Regions from separate parts of the Zea mays genome. Here region 2 is linked to region 1. The links are chromatin contacts, called in public Hi-C maps. All regions are on one chromosome and are shown on one strand. The core of a region is the stretch at or near the end of the contact, and the rest is flanking DNA. Distances in the headings are between cores, read along the strand shown. Region 1 holds the start of LOC103639339 (ERAD-associated E3 ubiquitin-protein ligase component HRD3). Region 2 holds the start of LOC100217254.

Region 1 (6,415 bases), core at 2,615-5,114:
GGCAGCTCGGTGCGCTGCTTCGAGAATCGCCGGATGTAGTCCCGGAGAGACTCTCCCGGCTGCTGCCGGCAGCTTCGGAGGTCCCAGGAATTCCCGGGGCGCACGTACGTGCCCTGGAAATTGCCGGCGAAGGCTTGGACCAGGTCATCCCAGTTGGAGATCTGCCCCGGAGGCAGGTGCTCCAACCAGGCGCGAGCGGTGTCAGAGAGGAACAGGGGGAGGTTGCGGATGATAAGGTTGTCGTCGTCCGTTCCACCCAATTGGCAGGCCAGGCGGTAGTCCGCGAGCCACAGTTCCGGTCTCGTTTCCCCTGAGTACTTTGTGATAGTAGTCGGGGGTCGGAACTGGGTCGGGAACGGCGCCCGTCGGATGGCCCGGCTGAAGGCCTGCGGACCGGGTGGTTCGGGCGAGGGACTCCGATCCTCCCCGCTGTCGTAGCGTCCCCCACGCCTGGGGTGGTAACCTCGGCGCACCCTCTCGTCGAGGTGGGCCCGACGGTCGCGATGATGGTGCTCGTTGCCGAGGTGGCCCGGGGCCGCAGGCGCGGTGTTGCGCGTGCACCCGGTGTAGACCGAGGCTTCCCGCATGAATCGGGAAGTCGAGGCATGAGGTTCCGAGGGGTATCCCTGCCTTAGGGAGGCAGAGCTCTCGGCCCGTCGGACCGCAGCGCCTTCCAGGAGATTCTTGAGCTCTCCCTGGATTCGCCGACCCTAGGTGGTTGATGGCTCCGGCATCGCGCGGAGAAGCATCGCTGCTGCAGCCAGGTTCTGACCAACCCCACTGGATGCGGGTGGCGGCCTGACCCTGACGTCGTTGGCGACGCGATGCTGGAAACCCTGGGGCAGGTGACGTATTTCTCCGGCCGGGGGTTGGCCCGCCCATACCTGCCCGACGTCCCGGCGGATCAGCTCAAGCGCTCCTGCTCCCTCGTCGAGCCTGGCCTGCGCCCCGCGGACTTGCTCGAGCTGTGGGTCGTGACCCCACGCCGGAACAGGGACCACAGCTAGCTCCCGCGGGATGTCAGCGCGAGGCACCGGCCTAGGGAGATCACCGTCCTCCGGCATGCCGAGATGATTGCCTTCGGAGGGATCCCCTAGCTCGACGTGGAAACATTCGCGGCTTGGGCCGCAGTCCTCGTCGTCGAGGCTGCGGCTACCGTCGGAACAGTTGGAGAGGCAGTAGTCACATGCGGTCATGAAGTCCCGCATGGCACTGGGGTTGCCAAATCCAGAGAAATCCCAACAGATGTTGGGGTCGTCATCTTCCTCGGACCCAGAGGACCCGTAGGTCGAGACGTCCGTCAACCGGTCCCAAGGCGACCGCATGCGAAACCCCAGAGGGTTTGATCTCGCCTCTACGAGAGCGCCCGCCAAAGCCAGGTCGCTAGGCGGGTTGAGGCTGAGTCGAAATGATGTAGGATGGGAATCGGTGGGTACCTTTCGGTCGGCGAGCAGCGACACAGTCACGTCGGGGACTGACTGCACCGCCGTCTCAGGTACGAGGGCGACGTCCCGCAAGCTCTCCGCGAGCGCACTGGCGTCGTCCACTTGCTCGGGATTGGCGTGTCGCAGGGAGATGGCGCTCGCCTTCGTCTCAAACGCGAGGTCGACGCCCGGCGCGCCCCCCGTTGGAGCGCTGGGGACGTCGACTCGCTCGACAGCCAACGAGGCGCGGCCTCCCGCTTGGCCTTGGTTGCCCCGCCTCCTCCTCCGTCGGCGGGGGAGAGGACGGGGCGAGCTCGAATGTTGTTCTTCCACCACGCGGGGAAGACGTCGTCGATCCCGCCGCCGGCGGGCGGGCTGTCGGCCGCCATTGTCGTTGTCGCGCGGCGGTGGAAGGAGTATCATGTCGTAGCTGCCGTCGAAGGAAATGAACTCAAGACTCCCGAAACGGAGCACCGTCCCGGGTTGGAGAGGTTGCTGGAGACTGCCCATCTGGAGCTTGACGGGAAGCTGTTCGTCAACACGCAGCAGGCCCCTACCTGGCGCGCCAACTGTCGGCGTTTCGAGACCGGGGGTCCCTAAGCCGACGAGTGAATGTCGCTGCGTGCCCCAGCCCAGATGGGTCGAGCGCGTGGGCGAGCGCGAAGGGGGGAAGCGAGGTGGCCGGAGATGGGCGTGAGAGAGGTGGAAATCCCGCGGCCTTCGTGTTCGTCCCGCGCCCAGGTCGGGTGCGCTTGCAGTAGGGGGTTACAAGCGTCCACGCGGGTGAGGGAAGCGAGCGGCCCCAAGAGAGCGCCTGTCCTGTCCTCGTCCCCGCGCGGCCAACCTTCTCTAAGAGGGCACTGGTCCTTCCTTTTATAGTCGTAAGGAGTGGATCCAGGTGTACAACGGGGGTGTAGCAGAGTGCTACGTGTCTAGCGGGGGAGAGCTAGCGCCCTAAGTACATGCCGATGTGGCAGCCGGAGAGATCTTGGCACCCAGCTGGTGTGATGTCGTGGCCGTCGGAGGAGCAACGGAGCCTGGCGGAGGGACAGCTGTCGGAGCGGTTGAGTCCTTGCTGACGTCCTCCTGCTTCCGTAAGAGAGCTGAGAGTCGCCGTCGTCCAGAGCTCGCGGGGCGCCATCATTGCCTATCTGGCGGAGCTAGCCAGATGGGACATCGGTCTTGTTCTCTGCGGCCCGAGTCAGCTCGGGGTAGGGTGATGATGGCGCTTCCTGTTGACGTGGCTGGCTTGCGCCCTAGGTTGGGCGACGTGGAGGCTCCTCCGAAGCCGAGGTCGAGTCTGTCTTCCGTGGCCGAGGCCGAGTCCGAGCCCCTGGGTCGGGCGAGGCGGAGGTCGTTCGGCGGAGGCCAGGGCGGAGTCCGAGCCCTGGGGTCGGGCGAAGCGGAGTTTGTCGTCTTCCGGGACTTAGCCCGAGTCCGAGCCCTGGGTCGGGCGGAGCGGAGTTCGCCGTCTTCCGGGGCTTAGCCCGAGTCCGAGCCCTGGGTCGGGCGGAGCGGAGTTCGCCGTCTTCCGGGACTTAGCCCGAGTCCGAGCCCTGGGTCGGGCGGAGCGGAGCTTCCTATGGCGCCTCTGGCAGGGCCTGACTGCCTGTCAGTCTTACTCTGTCAAGTGGCACTGCAGCCGGAGTGGCGCAGGCGGCGCTGTCCTTTTGTCAGGCCGGTCAGTGGAGCGGCGAAGTGACGGCGGTCACTTCGGCTCTGCCGGGGGGCGTGCGTCAGGATAAAGGTGTCAGGCCACCTTTGCGTTAAATGCTCCTGCAATTCGGTCGGTCGATGCGGCGATCTAGTCAGGGTTGCTTCTTAACGGCGATCTAGTCAGGGTTGCTTCTTAACGAAGGCAGGGCCTCGGGCGAGCCGGAGATGTGTCCGCCGTTGAAGGGGGGCCTCGGGCGAGACGGAAATCCTTCGGAGTCGGCTGCCCTTGTCCGAGGCTAGGCTCGGGCGAGGCGTGATCGAGTCGCTCGAATGGACTGATCCCTGACTTAATCGCACCCATCAGGCCTTTGCAGCTTTATGCTGATGGGGGTTACCAGCTGAGAATTAGGCGTCTTGAGGGTACCCCTAATTATGGTCTCCGACAAATATAAAAAAAACTCCAACGGGGGTGGATCTCGAGTTGTCTTAGACTGCCTACAGCGCCGCACGCTACCGCGCGCTCCCCTTGCATGGGGCTACAGCCGCACGCTAGAGCCCGCAGCGCCGCATGCTACCGCACACCCCACGCCGCGGTACTCCTCTCTCTCCCCCCAGCTGCAGCGCACGCTCTCCCCTACCACTGTTCCTGTGGGCCCGTCTTCAATTAATAGTAGAAGAAAAATTGATAGTAGATGAAAAGTAGGTATAGAAAATGATATTTTATATTGTAGTGGGGTATAGGGGGAGTATTTAGGGGAAACCACTACGGGAGATGAAAAAGTAGGGGATACACTATTGATGATGTGACTCAGAAAAATGATATAGGTGGAGAAATTTAGAGGGAATCGCTGCGGATAGCGTTAGGCATGCCTTCCCCGATGGCTCGCATCTTCCACCGCCATCTCCTCCTCGCCGTCGTCACCTTAGCCGTGGCCGCTTCTCTCCTTCGCCCAGCTGCCGCAGTGCGCCCATTTGTTTTGGTTCTCTCCGGTGAGGACTTCCTCAAGGATCCGGCCGCGCACCCGTCCCTTCCCTCTGCCGACTCCGACGACGACGATGGGTGGGACGACTTCGCCGACGATTCACCGGCCGCCGACCCGCTACTCTCTCCGTCCTCCTGGGCCCCCCTCCTCGACCCAACCATCTCTCTCCCCTCTGGCGATGAGACGGACTCGCCGGCCGACGCGCTCTTCGTCGCGGGCACCCGCGCGATGCTATCCGCAGCGTCTGATGGAGACGACGCGGCGTTCACCACGGCTGCCGCGCAGATCGAGGCCTCGGCAGAGGCGGGGCACCCGGGCGCGCAGTCTGCGCTCGCGTTCCTTACCGGCGCCGGGATGACGCGTCCGGCATCCCGGTCGCTCGCGTTCCTGCTGCACAAGTTCGCCGCCGACGCAGGAGATCTCCAGTCAAAGATGGCCCTCGCGTACTCCTACTTCCGCCAGGAGGTGTGGTGGTCAATACCGTTTACTCTAAGGTCTAGTTTGGGTACTCTAGTATTTAAGTGGTTTGGAGGGATTGAAGAGTGTATAAATCCCAACAGATCAAAAACTCACACAATACATCTTAATCCACTTCAATCCCTCTCACTACTAGAGTACCCAAACTAGGCCTAATTGGGGGTTGAATGCTTGAGTTCGTTGGCGCGCTTGCAAATTGAGGAGGTTTTCGGTTCAGATGTTAGCTTTCGTTCTTGGGGTAGATTAAATTGCGAAAGGTTAGTTCCCTGGGGTGAGCACGCATCAGAATTGCAAGTTGTTTCAGTTAATCAATTGGTAGTCCACTTGCTGAAATTGTGTGTAGGCTTTGATATTATTTGCTGGTAGAAATTGCAAGGCCTGTGTCTTGTAATTTATAGTATGGTTCTTATTTTTACCACAACATTTTTTAAAAAAAATTATGCACAAACATTACACAATATAGAATCAAATTCTCTCTTCATCATTGTAGGGTTATATGTAATGTTAGGTCTACAAATTTTTCACTAGAACTGATGCTTTCCATGACACAAAGCCATCTTACAAGTTGGAGCTAATTTAAGATGCAGCAATCGAATTGACAAAATTTATCAGTACTAACCATGATGATTTTTTTCTTGAATACCAGTGAGCATCCTGCTTTAACCATGTTTACTTTTTTTTATCTTGCATCCAGAGTTCCAGACATTGGATGTCGGATGCACTGTTCTCTTATAAATTGTTGTGTTTCTTTTGATGAAACAGAATGAGGGTTTATATTTTACCTTAAAATATTCAGTTTAGCTCATTGCCCTAATTTTAATTCCTTTTGGCTGCTTGTATGTATTGCACAATCCTGTGGTTGTCGCAGTAAGCTTTACTTCATATAAAAAATGTAGGGGTTGCTTAATCTGATTTACTATAATTTCTTAGCAATCCTCTGGATTTATCATTTTGGCTTGGTTCTACCCTTGTTAATTCCCATATAATTATATATGCTATATATATAGGTGTACATTCGGGCCGCCCGGCCCGGCCCAAGCCCGAAAAGGCCCGTATTGTTTGAATTTTGGGCCGGCCCGACCCGTTTGAATTTCGGGCCGTGCCGGGCCGGCCCATGGGCCTAGCCCTCGGCCCACGGCCCGGCCCGTAATTGCTTAAACGTGCTGGGCTCATTTCGGACGGCCCGAAATTATAAAAGCCCGAAATTCACATTAGGGCCCGAAATTCAATTTTTTTGCCCGAAATTCAGTTTTTGGCCCGAAATTCACATCAGGGCCCGAAATGCACATTAGAGCCCGAAATTCAAAACAAATTTAATAAAACAAATAAATTTTACCAAAAGCAAACTTAATATTTGTATTAAGTTACTAGAGCTATGCAATGACTAACTCGTTTACAAATCATTTTGTTAGAAAGAAAAAGAGTATAATCAACTCTAAATAAAGTTCGTAAGTTCAGTTTATTACCTAATGTTCATAACAAAAAATAAAATTACATCACATACTCTAATTCAAAGCTACAAAAAACATATAACTAACATTATCTATAACTTTGTGTTCTTTATCAAGTACATGAAAGTGTGGAATTAAGTGTGATTTTAATAAATATATGAGCCTTTTCGTGCCTCTATATGGGCCATTTCGTGCCTGCCTTAAACGGGCCGTGCTCGTGCCCGCCCATGGGCCGTGACCTCGGCCCAAACCTGGCCCGATATATCGGGCCGTGCTGGCCCGGCACTAAAATATTTCGTGTCGTGCCGTGCCTGGGCCGTGCTTTTTTTTTCCGTGCTTCGGGCCGGCCCATCAGGCCCGGCCCAAATGTACACCTATAGCTATATACTAGTTATTTCTAACCTAATTATTGTCATGTAGCTTG
Region 2 (6,415 bases), core at 2,791-5,290, 260 kb before region 1:
ACCATGTTCTGGACAAATAAATGGATCCATGGCAAAAGGGTATCAAATATTGCTCCAAGATTATTCAACATTATTCCAAAAAGAATTATTAACAGAAGAACTGTGCAGCAGGCCCTATTGAACAGACGATGGATTGCAGACATCAAAGGGGCTCTTACAGTTGGCGCCATTGTAGATTATCTACACCTCTGGAATATTCTCGCAGATTTCGTGCTGCAGCCTAACACTGAGGATAGAGACATTTTCAGCTTTTTTTAATGGCAGATACTCTGCAAAGTCAGCTTATATTGGGTTTTTCCTTGGGTCTACCACCTTTGGGCACTATAAAAGGGTTTGGAGATCTTGGGCTCCACCAAAATGTTGTTTTTCATTTGGTTGGTGGCCCAAAATAGATGTTGGACAGCTGATCGCTTGGCAAAAAGGTGATTGAATCACCCTATCAGATGTCCTTTATGTGACCAGCAAGGGGAAACTCTGAACCACTTGCTTGTGAATTGTGTCTTCTCAAGAATTTTTTGGTATAACCTGCTCAGAAAGTTCGGGCTGCATAGTTTAGCCCCACAGCCAGATGCAGTTTCTTTTATGGATTAGTGGGAAATGGTATCAAAGACAGCAAATGGTCTGGTCAGGGAAGGTCTTGACTCCCTCATCATTTTAGGATCGTGGATGATTTGGAAGCATCGTAATAGAGTCATTTTTTATGGAGGGTCTCCCAACCTTCCTCTGATTATGGAGCATGCAGATGAGGAAAGAAGAGGCTGGGAAATTGCTGGAGCAAAAGGGCTCTCTTTCTTGGCTGCCCCCTGAATTGGGTGCTGTAGGGAGTGTGTGTGGGTGGGTGTTTTTATGGATCCTTTCATGTACGAGTGTTACTGGCCTCCATAGGGAGTGCGTTGTTGTTTTTTGGGTCTCTTAGACCCTTGTCTCTCTCTTCTTAATATATATCTAAAACGCAGTCCTCCTGCGTTTTTTCGAAGAAAAAAAAGCAGAGGAGAGGGATTTGTGGGTGCTGACTGAGGCCAACAATTTGTATCTCCTAACGGCCCCTATCCCAGGGTTGTAGGTGTTCTGTTGTCAGCTCGCTAGCTTTGGACTGTTTTTTATATTTTCGTTTTTGGCCACAGTAAGGTGCCTTGTTTTGTACCTGTCTCGGTCCATTTTGGAACTTTTATCTTCTTAATATAATGATTCGCAGCTCTCCTGCGCGTTCAAGAAAAAAAATATGTGTTTTTAATATCATGTTAGTTTCTGCTGATAAAAAATGTGTGTATATTAAGTAAAATTATACTTATATAGAAGAGGTCCTGATCTTTGAGTCCACCCCAAGTCTCTAAAATGTCAGCTCTGACCCTAGGCTAGGGAGTGTGAACTTGTTATTTCAGTTCCGTTCCAGCTGCGTCAACCCAGAATGCTCTGGAACTCGTTCCTCCTTCCAGTATTATCATTCTGCATTATCGTTCCAAAATGTCATGGTTCAAATTCCACTGGACGAAAAAACAATATGACGAGGTATACCCCCTTCGTGCCATGGTTCTAAAAATAATGTTCCACGTTCTGTGTTCCTGTTCCTAGATCCAGACGTTCCACGATCATGGCTTCTTAGATCCACATCAAGAGCGCATGAGGTATCTTCTAGTAACAGAACATTGAAAGGCCATTGGGAGAATGCCCTATGCATCTTTGTTTTTATGCACAACCAAGCATAGCTTCGTGAAAACACATTTTTTAACTGCAAGAGAATCCAACGGACCTGACAGCTTGGACAAGTTGTCGGTGAATTTTCACCAGCATCAGATTTATTAGTGATCTGAAAGTTAGAGTCTCCCGACCCACATCGGCAGACCTTGAGTTGACCGACATTCTCAGGGGGCTGTGATGATGATACCTGTCAAGAACATGAAACAAAGCAGGTTAAATTAATACTCAGAAAAATGCAACAATCCAAAGATGCAATACCTCTTGGAACTTCAGTTTAATTAAAAAGAAGAAAAGCGCATCCTTTTACATGAACAATTATGTGTATATACTGTTAGCAAAAACAATCTCAAGAGCAAATCAGAGAGAACAATGGTACCATTCCAGCAGAACAATTGACTATATGAATAAAATAACAGCCACTTTACCCATTGATCAACCAAACTGAGCTCTATCAACTTGCTTGGTATTGGAACATTACATTAATCCAGTAACATCTAAGTGAGACTCAGAATCAACTGAACTTCACTAACATTACATGGTAAAGTCCAATAAAAACTACTCATAAATTCACAAACAGGATCAGGACATGGAAAATATAGGTGAATTAAGAATGTAAGTGAAACATATGCCCCCTCCTTACTTGCTGGTAAGAAGTCCTGAATTCCGGAGCTGACATTTTCTGCTCTAGGTTGCTGACTTATCAATACCTCAGGATGATTTCTGTCCCACCAATAAGTACAGTGTTAATAACTATCATTTCATTAGATTTATTCTGTGCAGGAATAATAGAAAAGAAAGAAACTACCAGGTTCCAACAGGAAATCATGTTTCAGTGGTTTCCTGTTGGAACCTGGTAATATGGATGGGTTCTTTTAAATCTGATCTAGCTTTACAAATTCTTCAAGTAATCCTCCTCATGCAAAAAACTCCAATCCTCATGTTCACGATGAGAATTTTTTAAACAAAACTTTGGCTAAGCCATGATCATGCAGTGACTGAAAATGTGTGCATGAACTACCAGTTAGCCCAATTGCGGACCTACCAATCCTATGAATTTGTAGTACCATACAAATTATAGCTAAGCAAGAGCAACTCTGATGTGATCTTCTGAATTCCAATCTAATTTTTCACAGGAATAGGGAGGTTACCAGAAGACACTGAAGCATAAAGCTTATTTTAGTTCTTCATGGGTCAGCTTCGGATTCACTGGGTTGAATTGAGCATCCGCCATAAGTGTCAGCTTAAGTTTTTAATCCATTATTTGAACCTGGAGTACCATATAGCACAACATAGTCACAAAGAGAGCGAAATTAATAAAACTATGGAAATTCTTGTGGTCTTGTTCAATGTAACAGTATATACTTTTTAAAGAACAAAAACTATACTAGAAATGATAGGCTGATAGGAGTTGGAGTCCCAACATCATGAAGCCTGCAAATAATTGAACTTGGTTTCGGTAGTAGTTTGGGTGCTAAAACATTAACTTTGTAAATGATTCTTAACACAGAAGTAACTGCATAATTGTGTATATTCCCTCTTTCTTAAAAAAAATAAAACCGCATAACTTTGAAGCAGCGTTCCACTTATAAGCTTTGCTACGTCTCGCCTCTGACTACGATTCAGCCAAAATATTGTGCTTCTGAGAAGAGAGTTCAAGCTGCACGGCATCAAAGCACCTTTCTTAAATGACCCAACCTCTACTTAACAATCTTCAATAGGTTGGGAACACGATATCACCAATAAATTTTGCACAAAAATATAGACGAGTGAACAAGTTTACACTGCACATGACACGAACCCAGAATTGTTTTGAAAATCTTGTCGTTTCTGACAGCTAACAAAATCTCCTGGATCAAAAGCCACACCCGCAACGATCTGCATGAACTGGCACCCTACATCAATTGATCTAATGCCTCAATGAAACACGCAATGGGACACCCCCCCCCCCCCCCCCCCTCCCGCATTCAACAGCAACACGGCGGAGAAGGGTCCTCCGATGCACAAGTGGGTGTCACCCAAAACGAATGCAGCCTTCACAGCATCCTGAAGCCAGACGAGCGCCCGGCAACCACATTGCCTCATTTGCGCCTCGATCCCAAGTTCCCAACCTACCAAGGATTCCTCACACCACCCTGCGCAAGCGTAACGCGCACCGAGCGAAGAGCGGAGGCGGCAATGCGGCTCACCTGCTGGCACGGGGGCCCGGAATCTCACGTCGGCGCGCGCGGAACCAAACCTGCCACCTCCTCTTTCTCTCTTCTGTTCGCGCGCGCCCCTCTCGATCCCCTCCTTCCGTCTCCTCCTCCCCCGCCGCCGCTCCGGTCTCCCCGTTCTATTTTCTCTCGCCGCTGAGGCTCGTCCGCTCGTCCCTCACGCCCGCACTTTCTCCGGGAAATTCCGTGGCCCCGACGATCCCAGGGAAATACGTAGCCTAACCACCCGCCTCACTGCATCCTGGGACCGCGGCCTCCGGGCCCGACGTGTCAGAGAAACGGTCCGATTCACGTGGCGTTCTCCACGTTCGTTGCGCCACGAGCTAGAGCGGGCGCGCGGACCGGGTCAAGCGACTGGGTCCGTAGGATCTCGATGCTAGGCACGTGGCGGCAGATCAGGGGCTCTCACCCGGGGTGACATTTCTGTGCGGTCGGAGTGGGAAGCACGTAGAATGCCGTGGGGGATGGGCATGCAACCATGTACTACTTGCGTGACCCCACCTATTCTTGGTCTTGAGTTCTAATGCCACACTTTTCCCACCCGCTAGCTAATATGGCATTGTACATTTAAATATTTGATGTGACAGATACTAAATTTTAGTATGGTGAAACCAAATACCCTCGTATACACTATAGTACTAGGAGTATCCTATTACCTTTAGGTAGTGTTTGGTTGAAGAGCCAAGTAGAACGGAGCCGTTCTGTCCCAGATTTGTTGTTGTTTGGTTATAAAGTAACTAGAATGGAGTGGCTCCAATTAGGAAATATTCTCCTCAAATCCGGAACCATCAAACTCCAAAAAATCAATGGGACGGAGCCGCTCCGTTCCCAGCCCGCTCGCACAGCTCGCCCTCTCATCCGTGCGCAGCAGCTCGCGCGCCTCTCTCTGCAACCAAACAAAAAACAGAGCCACTCTGTTCCAGTTCACTCTGCAACCAAACAAAAAACAGAGTCACTCCGTTCCAGCTTACCAAACACAGAACAGAGCGGCTCCATTCCTAAAATCAGGAATAGAGCGACTCCGTTCTATTTGGCTCCTCAACCAAACACTACCTTAGTTAAAAGACGTTCCGGTTTCAGTCTCTCCCCGCGTTTCACGCGCTCTCGGCCGCGCGCGAGCCAACTCGTGGCCGCACACCACGGACCCGAAATTTTACTTCAAATCAACCAAATTGCAGCGTTGCGTCCGGTCTTCCTTTCCCAGCTCGGTCGACGCGTTCGCCACGGCTGCGCAGGCCTCCTCCTCCGCGGTCGGCTCCGCCTCCGATCCCCTCCCTTCTTCCACGATGCGAGCACACCCGCTCATCCTCTTCGTACCTGCGCCACCACCTCATCCTCTTCCTCGCCGCGCCGACACCCACCGCGCTCTCTCCCTCCCCGTGCAAGCGCCGCTACCCTGTTGTCGCGCCCGCACCTCCTTCCCCATCCGCACCCGCCGCGGCTCCTCCGGAGACGCTCCGGTTTCAGTCTCTCCCCGCGTTTCACGCGCTCTCGGCCGCGCGCGAGCCAACGCGTGGCCGCACACCACGGACCAGAAATTTTACTTCAAATCAACCAAATTGCAGTGTTGCGTCCGGTCTTCCTTTCCCAGCTCGGTCGACGCGTTCGCAACGGCTGCGCAGGCCTCCTCCTCCACGGTCGGCTCCGCCTCCGATCCCCTCCCTTCTTCCACGATGCGAGCACACCCGCTCATCCTCTTCGTACCTGCGCCACCACCTCATCCTCTTCCTCGCCGCGCCGACACCCACCGCGCTCTCTCCCTCCCCGTGCAGGCGCCGTTACCTGTTGCCGCGCCCGCACCTCCTTCCCCATCCGCGCCTGCCGCGGCTCCTCCGGCAGCTCCGCCACGCGCCCAACCGCAACCTGTCCGCACGTCCACCGCTGCCTGGTAGTATCTGTCAAATCAGCCACTTGTCCTCTTTTTCTTCAAATCAAGTCTGTTTCCCGTTCCTTTCTACCCTCTCCCTCGTCTCCGGGGGGGTGGCGGTGGCCTCACCTCCCTCTCCCCGTCGCCCTGATGGCTCCCTCCGCAGCTCTCGCTCCGGTAGCCTTCCGCTCCGCCTTCTCGACGCCGCTCGCGTCGGAACCTACCCGTAAGTCCCAAACCTCTGACTTTTACGACCCATCTCGGTCGGCCTCGCCGATCATCCTCCTGCTCCTTTGCCTCTGATGAGACGCCGAGCACCGCCGCCGCAGCAGCAAGCGCCGCCACCACCTCCATCGGCACCACTCGCTGCCCCCCACGTACGACGTGTGGATCTCCGAGCGCACCTTCGTCGACGAGCGTCGCTGCCGCGTGCTCCAGCACCTCGGCGTCACCTCCGACCTGTCGCCTCCCCCACCTTGCCGCTCGTCGTTGCCTACCGCGTCTGCCCCTTCCTTGCCACTAGCGCCCCCGGAGGAGCCCAGATCTAGCGACGGGCTTGGGAGGCCCTCCCTGGCGTGAAACCCTAGCTCTAGAAACTAGACTACGACACAGAGCTCGATTTCAGAGAGGTGCAGGA

Evidence for each region. Hi-C and Micro-C count contacts between places; a contact is called where the count stands out from the background.
Region 2: a Hi-C map of leaf shows a contact between it and region 1, with 2.4 times the contacts expected there. The contact joins the promoter of LOC100217254 here to the promoter of LOC103639339 in region 1. A contact is called at or near these places in 5 of 25 Hi-C or Micro-C datasets (bundle sheath, ear, endosperm and 2 more).

What each region holds. Positions count from the first base shown.
Region 1 is chr9:147,590,795-147,597,209 of Zm-B73-REFERENCE-NAM-5.0, reverse strand. LOC103639339 (ERAD-associated E3 ubiquitin-protein ligase component HRD3) reads left to right here and starts at 3,864. Exons shown (of 7, transcript XM_008662101.3): 1 at 3,864-4,528. The coding sequence starts at 3,947.
Region 2 is chr9:147,847,395-147,853,809 of Zm-B73-REFERENCE-NAM-5.0, reverse strand. LOC100217254 reads right to left here and starts at 4,040. Exons shown (of 24, transcript NM_001362447.1): 1 at 3,885-4,040; 2 at 2,847-2,965; 3 at 2,339-2,418; 4 at 1,751-1,885. The coding sequence starts at 2,374.